Regions from separate parts of the Macaca mulatta genome. Here region 1 is linked to region 2. A link is a contact called in public Hi-C data. All regions are on one chromosome and are shown on one strand. Each heading gives the region's core, a stretch centred on a gene start, on an enhancer-like site or on the middle of the called end of the contact. The rest is flanking DNA. Distances are from core to core; before and after follow the strand shown.

Evidence for each region. Hi-C and Micro-C count contacts between places; a contact is called where the count stands out from the background.
Region 1: a Hi-C map of fetal cortex germinal zone shows a contact between it and region 2, with 5 times the contacts expected there. The contact joins the enhancer-like site here to the promoter of SOX4 in region 2. A contact is called at or near these places in 2 of 14 Hi-C or Micro-C datasets (fetal cortex germinal zone and fetal cortical plate).

Annotation. Positions count from the first base shown.
Region 1 is chr4:161,933,021-161,938,664 of T2T-MMU8v2.0, reverse strand. The region is part of intron 13 of CDKAL1 (CDK5 regulatory subunit associated protein 1 like 1); the gene reads left to right. Among named protein-coding and RNA genes, the nearest start is that of SOX4, 410 kb to the right of the region's middle. Within about 2 kb of position 4,049, at least 3 of the 40 cell types and tissues checked have an H3K27ac peak or open chromatin away from gene starts, as enhancers often do. A contact at or near this core is called in fetal cortex germinal zone, where this site is marked.
Region 2 is chr4:161,527,832-161,533,417 of T2T-MMU8v2.0, reverse strand. It overlaps SOX4 (SRY-box transcription factor 4), which reads left to right and starts at 3,639. Exons shown (of 1, transcript XM_001098923.5): 1 at 3,639-5,586. The coding sequence starts at 4,421.

The DNA.
Region 1 (5,644 bases), core at 2,800-5,299, 400 kb before region 2:
ATGAAAAATAAGAAACTAGATGAAATATGGTTATTATAGCTGCCCTTTGTTATGCAGTTGATAACAAAAAATACAGCTATTCTAAGGCCTTCAGAATAAATTACAGAATTAAATTTTTGAGAAAAATACCATTGATTTATTTCAGTTTAGCAATTTTTCAGAAGGTTTCAGTGCTTGACAGTAGAACTGTAAGAATATCCCGATTTATTAAAAGAGCTGGTTCATTCATTTACATTTATTGAGAACCTATAATGAGTCAGGCATTGTTTTAGGCACTAGGGATAAAGTTGCAAATAAACAAAACCTCTACTCCTGGAATTTAGAATCTTGTGAGCGTTCTTCTAGGTTATTTCCCCTAAAATTTAAGGTAACTAATTTTCTCAAATTAAAAGGAGTATTTTACCCTGCTGTAGTGCTATATGTGTGTGTGGTTCTTAAACTTCATGCTGTCCCGTGTACTGTTTAGTAACAGAATTGTTTATTATTATGATTCTGGTATGTTAATGAAGGGGTACTCATTTGCAAATAACTGTTTAATCTGATTAAAATCTGGCAGCTCTCTTAAAAATAAAGACAGTTAAAATGCATAGTCACTGGCCTGCTGTATTGAATATGCAATTGAAAAACATTAAGAAAGGCATATCCTATTTATCACTTTTAATGAATCTTTCACCCTGGTCCCACTGTAAGCCCTTGATGGTATTCCTGTCATCCCATCCATATGCTCCTAAAAGCATTAACTATTCTTGGCTCTGTGCATGCCTTAGTATAAAATCAAAATCTCTAGGTTTTGATCACATATAAGCAAGCTTAAAAAAATCATTATCATTACCATATCCTCATTAAGATGATGGGGCCCTGACCATCTCTTCATGTTTGCCTTGCAATCTAAAATTCATGTATGCAAAGGGAATTTTTCTTATCCTTTTGAAAGAAGAATGATAAATATTTATACAGCCTTAACTCTTTCAAGCAGGCATAGGATCATGTTTTAGAAATGACAGGAAGCTGCTCTGGGTTGTTTTTTTTTTCCCCCCAGCATAATTCATCTTTCCAATAGCCACTGAAAAAAAATGGAATTGCAGATTTATCAATATTGGAGAATTTTCCTACCCTCTTCCCATTAAATATGTTTTGTCTTACGTTTCTGCAACCCTTTTGAGCCATGGCTTCGAAAAGCAAAGAGGTCCCTCTGCTTTTCAGACAGGGTTCCCCCAGAGAAATGGCAGGATGCCTACCAGGAATGCTGACCTGTGCTCAAGACCAAGATCCTAATTCCTCTACAGCCTTTTCCTTTTTTTTAGCATATTTAGCAATAATCTGGACTCCACGTAACTAGTCACATATCCATACACTGTTGCTTTCTAAAAGTTACTCCTCTCTGAAGCAGCAATTAGAGCCCCAAGACAGTTTTCTACTTGAAATTAAAATTCCCTCATGACTACTTGAATAAAGATGTCCAGTAGTAGTGTTGAAGTTATGAATGTGTTTCAGCTCACAGAGCTGTCTTCTTATAATAAATGGAAGATGTCTGTGAAGTTGGAATTTAGTTAAATATAGACCATCCTGGAGATAGTAGAAGTGCTATGGGTTATGTTACCAATAATAATCTAACTTGTCCTGCACCTGCAGTTGGACCTCCTCCATATTATCACTTCTGCCAGTGACTCCCAAAAGCCAGGTTATTAATCTGAAGACAACTCAAGACTAAAACTACATCATTACTGTTATAAACCAGAAATAAAATTCTAAGCCCTCCACCCAACTGAATGGACCCATCCTCTTGGCCAGGGGCATTCAAAGTTAACCTGAAAAACTGTGATGCTTTAGGCCATGAGAGGAAGCAGGGATGGGGGGTTGGGGGAGGGGTAGGTTGGACATGCCTCATTATGCTCTCCTCTGTTTGGAATTCAGGTACAGCTGATCAGCAGTAACATTAAAACAGAGAACTTAAGACTGACAAAACAGACTTTTTGTAACAATAAGATACCAGATTCCAACCTGATTCTGGCACAGCATCACATGACAGATAACAGGCCCTAAAAGAAATAAAAATATTTTACCCCCAAATACATTTCTTTGACTTTTTTTTATTTTTTTGAGACAGAGTCTTGCTCCGTCTCCCAGGCTGGAGTGCAATGACACAACCTCAGCTTACTGCAATGTCACCTCCCAGGTTCAAGCGATTCTCCCGCCTCAGCCTCCTGAGTAGCTGAGATTATAGATGCCCACCACCATGCCCAGCTAATTTTTGTATTTTTAGTAAAGATGGAGTTTCACCATGTTGGCCAGGCTGGTCTCTAATTCCTGGCTTCAAGTGATCCACCCGCCTTGGCCTGCCCGAAGTGCTGGGATTACAGGCGTGAGCCACCATGCAGAAACCAGCTGTTAAATGCTGAGTAGTTCACCACATAGAGAAAGGCCTTTTAGAATTCAAGTGATCGTCTAAGGTTTATTTTAGCTGTATACTATCATGTGCAAAGTATTATAGCATTAAAATATCTCACCTTAGGCCTCTAGCCAATGCTTTTATTTAATTAATTTATTTATTTGAGACAGGGTCTCACTCTGTTCCCAGGCTGGAGTGCAGTGGCACGCTCATAGCTCACTGGTGCCTTGACCTTCTGGGCTCAAGTGATCCTCCCACCTCAGCCTCTGGAGTAGCTAGGACCACAGGTGTACACTACCATGTGCAGCTAATTTTTTTTTCTTTTTTTTTTTTTCTGTAGAGATGGGGTTTCACTATGTTGCCCAGGCTGGTCTCAAACTCCTGGGCTCAAGTGATCCACCCACCTCAACCTCCCAAAGTGCTAGGATTACAGAGTGAGCCACAGTGATTTTAATGACTTGAATATTCTCAAGGTCTCTTAGTTCCTACAGTGCAGTAATTTTGTAGCAGTTTGAAAATCCAGACTTACTAAATAGGTTTTCCCAGCTACTCCTTGAGTTGGCTCTGTTTCTGCTATTTAGTCTCAGGAACCATTGCAGTGGCTTCTATCTACATCTGTGATAAACAGCTTTTCCTAGAACAACTTGCAGACATGGCAATGTTCAGGTTTAAGTAGAGGATGTACTATTGTGTTTGGCAGGAGAGGCCATTAAAAAAAAAAAAAAAAAAGCAGCCCTCATACTAAATTTCTTTTGAAAGGTGTTACTGATCAAAAAATATAGCTCAGAATTGAAAATTGTTTGGACTAAATAACTGTGTCCTTTCTCTCACCTTCTCACTCAATCCTTCCCCCAAAGTAGACTGATACGAAAGAGTACATAGGATTGCTTAAAGCTTTTATCTTTCTTGGTAATTACCCTGGAAGAATTTTTAAATTACTGATTTAAGTGAAGTCTTTTATTCTTGGTTTAAATGTATACAAAAACTACTCACATGCTCACCTGCAATCTTGATTTTCTTTGAATTTCCTCTGTTTTCTTGCTTGTCTACATCAAGGGGAAAGAGGGAGAGAGGATAGGTCTGAACCAAAGTACTCTCACTTAAATGGCATGATGTGTATATGTATCTATGTGTATGTGCATGCCTGTGTGTGCACACAGCAAATTACTGGTTGCAATAAAATTTGTTAGAATTTCCATTTAGCTTCATTTAGAATAGGTGAAGAGAAATAAATACTAGATCAATTTTCTTTCAAGAAAGATGTTTTAGAAGAAGTGGTATTCACTTTTTAGGTCATCATTGACATTTCTCAATGTTATATCCCTATAAACTGCATATCAGGACTTGTACATGCTTGAAGAAGCTACATTTTCACCGCAGGAGAGGAAATCAGAATAAAGCATTGAGGTGCAGGTGCGCAGTAATACAAGTGGGCTCTTTCCCGTGAAGCCTGAATGCCTGGCCAATAATGCAGAAGCTCTTGGAGCGGGGCTCTCAGGGTCTCCCGGAGCTAAGCCAAGAAGTATGGGGGTGGGGCGGGGGGGGGTCAGGAGAGAATAATTGTTATTCAGTCTTCTTTAATGAGATGTATTGCCCACTGCTGAAAGATTGTGGCAGTGCCTTTTGTTATGCTAATTAGACACCATTAGAGCTTGGCTCTCTTTGATTTCTGCTTAATCTTTTCTGCTTCCTCAGCCTCAATCCTGACTGGCAAATGGTTGAAAGATGGTGGGGTGTACTGCACGTGTTATTTATTGCTCACATCTATGCTGAGTTCTTTGGGGAATGGGGGGTAATGTAAGATTCATCTTACCAAAGGCAGTACGTGTTTTGGACATTCATTTTTGGCTTTTTTTTTTTTAATGAATTTTTTGATAATGATTACTTTCTGCCTTTTAAGTCCAAATGCCACCGTTTTTTATATGGTTGCTTTTGCAGCCACACTGAATGGAAAATGACAGATTGGAAAATGTAGATGGCCTCTCCTTGGTTGCCTGGATTTCCCTAAAAACAGTGAGCAAGTTGATCATGCCATAGGTTTTAGGGAGGCTGTGGTCAACCAGAAAAATGGAAGCAAGAATAATTTAATGGTCAAAAAGAGCAATTTTGCTATTCAGAATTTCTGCCTTTACAGTTTATAGACGTGTATACATTCCTTCCTAAAACTAAAACATTACGTTTGCACGATCACCACAATTAAGAGTGTGGTGAGTTTCTTTTTTAATTTTTTTGAAAAATGACTAATATCGTTTCTAAAACAGTGAAATGGTAGATTTCTGCTAAATTTTTAAAAACAACATCATCGTATTTTAGAGCAGCCCTCTCCAATAAAAATATGGTATCAACCACAGATGTTACTTTAAATTTTTTGATAGCCACATTAACAAAGTAAGAAGAAACAGGTGAAATGTGTTTGAATAATGTATTTTATTTACTCCAGTATATCAGAAGTATTATCATTTCAGCATGTATTCAGTATAGAAATTAATGAGATGTCTTACATTCTTTTATTCATGTTAAATTTTTGAAATCCAGTGTGTACTTTGCACTGGTGTGTGTTTTGTAACACATCTCAATTTAGATTTGCCACATTTTAAGTGCCCAGTGGCCACATATGACTGGGGCTACTGTATACACAGTGCAGTTTTAAAGTCATTGAGTAATTCACCCCTTGCCTAAAACAACTGTCAGGATAGAATCCATTTTTAACATTATAGATTAAATATTATGAGGTACGTGAGCTTGACCAAGTCACTTAATCTCTAAGGGGCCTGTATTCTCATCTGTAATGTGAAGAGTTTGTCCTAAATGATCTCTGAAGTCCTCTCTTCTATCCAATCCAGCTCTGAATTCATGATTTTAAAACTTCTCATTTAGAAGTTGGGTAGGCTGGAGTTTATCCATCCTTTCTCATAATTTAGTATTTGAAAAGAAGCTTTCTTATGCCATAAAGATAATTAGAAAGTGTCCTGCATACCACGCCCACACCTTTTTTTCTTGCAAATGTCTGAATCTTTCTCTGAATTATTCTGAGTTTTATACCATTGGTAATGCCTGGTAGTGTAGCTCACTGAGGTGCCTGACGCCCTGTGCTTTTGGAATGAGGACTTGGAGCAATGAAGATGTGAGGGGAGTTGGCAAGTGGTTGCTGCAGATTACTAGATTACATAAACAATCTCTCTCTCCAATGCTTTTGCTTTTGCTTTTCTTTTCTTTTTTTTTTTATTTGGCTTACTTTTTGTATTGTCAGTGAAA
Region 2 (5,586 bases), core at 2,390-4,889:
CAGTCATAGTTTCTGTAACCAAGGCAAGGCAAAATCTTGCAAATCAGTGCAAATCCAGATTTGTTAAACTAATTTCCATTCAGGTCCCTCCCTCCATGCCAAAGGAATATATTAAGCAGTGGAATAGAATCTTATGTCATCTATGCCTCATAATTGTATGGATGTGAGATTTTCTGTTGTGTAGATGTGTGAGAGCAGAAGAAATGCATTAGCAGATATTACACTTACATCTCAAATGGAATTCCATCATTTAAGGGAATAAAATACCTAATTCAAAATTTGAAATGTCTAACATCATTGCTAATAAAGACAGTCTATTATTCTAAACCAGGACTTTTTTTTTCTGCAAAATAATCTTGGCTTTCTCTTCATAGAGCTAAAAGAGTAGCATTAAGAATTACTTCATGTACTGCAAAGCCAGCAGAGGGAACACTGAGTACTGATTTAGTAGGGGCCACCAAATATCTGGTATTTTGGGAACAAAATGTCAGTAATGGAGAACTGATTACAGAGCATATGAAGTTAGGGAATTAGAAGGGAGAAATCTTTTCTCATTATTTGGTACTGAGAGGTCCAATACATTCCAGTGTGCACACACTTACTTGGTCATAAAGGTGACTTTAATAAAAGGGCATTTGTCATATGTTTTCTTACATTGTAAGAGAACTAACTCACTAGAACAGATCTATTTCAGAAGTCTAAGCACTTCTGTAATATATAAATATATATACAGTAATCATCTTATAAAGTCAATGGAAGTTACTGATACCATATTTCATCAAGTCTGAGACAAAATTTTTCTTTTCATTTCAACGCTTCTGAAATAAGGAGACATCCTACATCTAGGGGGATATCACAGTTTCATTGGCAGTTCTTCTTCCTTGGTGGAATGTAATGGTGTGTCTTAAAATTTGTTGGATTTGTTGAAATACATGTAACAAAAGAATGAGGCCAGTGGCTATGTTTTAGTACACCCTTTAAAAAATCCGTGTGTTTTAAGCAGAAATATATGACTGCTTTAATTTCCACTCTTCCCCATCATATTCGATGATGGAAGCATAAATGACTTAGAAATAGAATCAATAATACTGATACTCAACTTGACTGAATTATCAAACTAGCTACACCCTCAAGTCATTAGTTAGTACAAATCCAAAAATAAATATATTCTTGTTTATCCTAGTGAAAACATTGATCTTATAGATAATAGCCCTCTTAAAATAATTTTTTTTTTGTCAGATTGGTTACATTTAAGGATGTGTTTCTATGCACACCAGATAAAATGAAGTTTATAACACAGCAACACTGTTATGCAGAAAAGGTGCCTGTGTGTTTTTGGTTTGGGTTTTTCTTTTTTTAAGGATTTGTTTCTCATTTAAAAAAAAAAAAAGTATATAATACAAGTAGCTAATGGTCAAAAATTATTTGCTTTTACCCACAAAAACAGTTTTGCTTGTGGTTGATCCTTACAGAGCCAGTCAGATGGCTACATAGGGTGTTCTTTCCAGTAAAATTCTAAGTCTGACAACCTGGGCCTATTGCCAGCCTACATACTTTATAAGTTTGACAAGATAAATAGAAATTTACTACCCAGCACTAGTTTACTCTGAATCAAAAGCTGACTTAATTATTTTGGATTGATCTTACCTAACCACTTATGGTTGGCCTGAAGAATATTAGTTTCCTATTATAGTGTTAAGGAAAGCTGATTTTTACTACAATTCTAATTTTCAGACGTTGGAAAACAAGTAATTTCTGTGGCCAACATTTATTTTGAATACCTTGGCATCCTTTCTTTGCCACATTCTTCTTAGTATTCTTCATGGAGTTCCTTTCTTTTAAAATCAATGGAATGGCAGGGTTGCCACTATTGTCCTTGTATGGTTCACATCAATGATCTGTTGTTGTTATTATTATTATTATTTATTATTTGAGACAGAGTCACACTCTATCACCCACTGGAGTGCAGTGGCTCAATCTTAGCTCACTGCAACCTCCTGGGTTCAAGCAATTCTCCCACCTCAGCCTCTCAAGCAACTGGAATTACAGGCACAAGCATCCCGGCCCAGCTAATTTTTTTATTTTTTTATTTTTAGTAGAGACAGGGTTTCACCACGTTGACCAGGCTGGTCTCAAACTCCTGACTTCAAGTGATCCACCCACCTTAGCCTCCCAAAGTGCTGGAATTACAGGCGTGAGCCACCGCGCCTGGCCTGTTATTACTTTTTTACATCAGTGGTTATTCTGTGTTAGTCTCTTGAACAACATGCAGCTTTTACTAGGAGCATGTCTGGTATTTGAATTAGAAAGGAAGGTATTAGTATTCATTGAGGGCTTACAATAGAGCAGGTGCTTCATAGTCACAAATTCTTTGACCCCTCACAACAACCCTCTATGAAGTAGCTCCTCCATATAATAGATGAGGAAAACTGAGACTTCGCCACATCCCCATAGTTACAAACCAGTAAGAAGGATTAGCAGCCAGGTGTACTATGAATCCGGAGGCCCTACTCTCTTCTGCTACCACTTATCACCTCCTTCTACAGTTTCTCTTTGCCTTGGTTTTTCAGTTCCCTTCGATTCAAGTAACAAATAACAAGAGGAAATATATAAGAAGGAAAGGAGGGAGATGGCTTTGGGAGGAGGAGAGGGAAGAGAGTGAAGCAATCTTTAATTCTGAAAACAGGGAAAACAAATATTTAGAAAGTAAAACCGATTTCCATCCTTTACATACGATTATACATCCTATACAAAACTCTGGAAATTTGCCCATTGAGGTAATTATGGAGCACTACCTAATGTGTTTCACGGAAAGCTCCTCTGTTTGGGCTATGCAGGATTTACAGGGAGTTTAAATCATTAAATAACCATAGTTGACCCCTATTTGGTTAAGAGAGTAAGCAATTATTGCAAAGAGGTCTTCCCTGCCTTCCACAAACAGCACAAAAATGGTTCTGAAGGGATTTACACAATACATCAACATCTGTGCTGTACCTAGAGTTGTTAAAATAATTGTGATGACAGGTGTCTAGGTACCACTTTCTTAATGGTTTTCAATATCCATTGATTTATTGTTGTGGCTTTCTCTTCCCCTTTACAGCTTTGGCTTTAAGAAAGAGCTGGGGAACAGATTTTGCACGAGAGGCTGATTCTTTATTCCAATGCTGAAAAGAAGTAATAAAAATAATCACTTGGCTTTTAAGCAGAAAGCTTCCATTTACAGTATTTCACCCTTACCCCGCCCCCTTCCAAGCCCCTTGTTATCTAACATAATGGTTAGAATACATTTCCGTCTCTCCCTTTAATAATTTCATGCATTAACATCCTCTTCACACACTGTACACACACGCACGCCCGCACACACACGCGCGCGCATACACACACACAGCAAAAGGAAAAAAGAGGCAGCAGAAATCTCAGCTGTACTTCTAGCCCTTTTAAAAAGTTTGCTCTGTAAATTGGAATGAGGTCAGATTTGGAGCTTCTCATTGCACGCGGAGATTATTATTGCATCGGGTTCCAAGCCAATGGGAAGCCCGGGGGAGGGGTTTGGCATGAGGAAGCGTTGGTTACAGCAGCTGATTGGCTGCAGCCAAGACTGTGAAAGGATAAAGAGGCGCGAGGCGGAATTGGGGTCTGCTCTAAGCTGCAGCAGGAGAAACTGTGTGTGAGGGGAAGAGGCCTGTTTAGCTGTCGGGTCTCTAGTTCTTGCACGCTCTTTAAGAGTCTGCACTGGAGGAATTCTTGCCATTACCAGCTCCCTTCTTGCAGAAGGGAGGGAGAAACATACATTTATTCATGCCAGTCTGTTGCATGCAGGCTTTTTGGCTTCCTACCTTGCAACAAAATAATTGCACAAACTCCTTAGTGCCGATTCCGCCCACAGACAGTCCTGGAGCCAGAGTCTTTTTTGCTTTGCATTGTAGGAGAGGGACTAAGTGCTAGAGACTATGTCGCTTTCCTGAGCTACCGAGAGCGCTCGTGAACTGGAATCAACTGCTTCAGGGAAAAAGAAAAAAAAAAAAAAAAAAGACTTGCCTGGGAGGCCGCGAGAAACTTGTATTGGAAGCTTCAGCAACCAGCATTCGAGAAACTCCTCTCTACTTTAGCACGGTCTCCAGACTCAGCCGAGAGACAGCAAACTGCAGCGCGGTGAGAGAGCGAGAGAGAGGGAGAGACTCTCCAGACTGGGAACTATAACTCCTCTGCGAGAGGCGGAGAACTCCTTCCCCGCATCTTTTGGGGACTTTTCTCTCTTCGCCCACCTCCGCCCCTGCGAGGAGTTGAGGGGCCAGTTCGGCCGCCGCGCGCGTCTTCCCGTTCGGCGTGTGCTCGGCCCGGGAAGCCGGGAGGGCCCGGCGATCGCGCCGCGGCCGCCGCGAGGGTGTGAGCGCGCGTGGGCGCCCGCCAAGCCGGGGCCATGGTGCAGCAAACCAACAATGCCGAGAACACGGAAGCGTTACTGGCTGGCGAGAGCTCGGACTCCGGCGCCGGCCTCGAGCTGGGCATCGCCTCCTCCCCCACGCCCGGCTCCACCGCCTCCACGGGCGGTAAGGCCGACGACCCGAGCTGGTGCAAGACCCCGAGTGGGCACATCAAGCGGCCCATGAACGCCTTCATGGTGTGGTCGCAGATCGAGCGGCGCAAGATCATGGAGCAGTCGCCCGACATGCACAACGCCGAGATCTCCAAGCGGCTGGGCAAACGCTGGAAGCTGCTCAAAGACAGCGACAAGATCCCTTTCATTCGAGAGGCGGAGCGGCTGCGCCTCAAGCACATGGCTGACTACCCCGACTACAAGTACCGGCCCAGGAAGAAGGTGAAATCCGGCAACGCTAACTCCAGCTCCTCGGCCGCCGCCTCCTCCAAGCCAGGGGAGAAGGGAGACAAGGTCGGTGGCAGCGGCGGGGGCGGCCATGGGGGCGGCGGCGGCGGCGGGAGCAGCAACGCGGGGGGAGGAGGCGGCGGTGCGAGTGGCGGCGGCGCCAACTCCAAACCGGCGCAGAAAAAGAGCTGCGGCTCCAAAGTGGCGGGCGGCGCGGGCGGCGGGGTCAGCAAACCGCACGCCAAGCTCATCCTGGCAGGCGGCGGCGGCGGCGGGAAAGCAGCGGCTGCCGCCGCCGCCTCCTCCTTCGCCGCCGAACAGGCGGGGGCCGCCGCCCTGCTGCCCCTGGGCGCCGCCGCCGACCACCACTCGCTGTACAAGGCGCGGACTCCCAGCGCCTCGGCCTCCGCCTCCTCGGCGGCCTCTGCTTCCGCAGCGCTTGCAGCCCCGGGCAAGCACCTGGCGGAGAAGAAGGTGAAGCGCGTCTACCTGTTCGGCGGCCTGGGCACGTCGTCGTCGCCCGTGGGCGGCGTGGGCGCGGGAGCCGACCCCAGCGACCCCCTGGGCTTGTACGAGGAGGAGGGCGCGGGCTGCTCGCCCGACGCGCCGAGCCTGAGCGGCCGCAGCAGCGCCGCCTCGTCCCCCGCCGCCGGCCGCTCGCCCGCCGACCACCGCGGCTACGCCAGCCTGCGCGCCGCCTCGCCCGCCCCGTCCAGCGCGCCCTCGCACGCGTCCTCCTCGGCCTCGTCCCACTCCTCCTC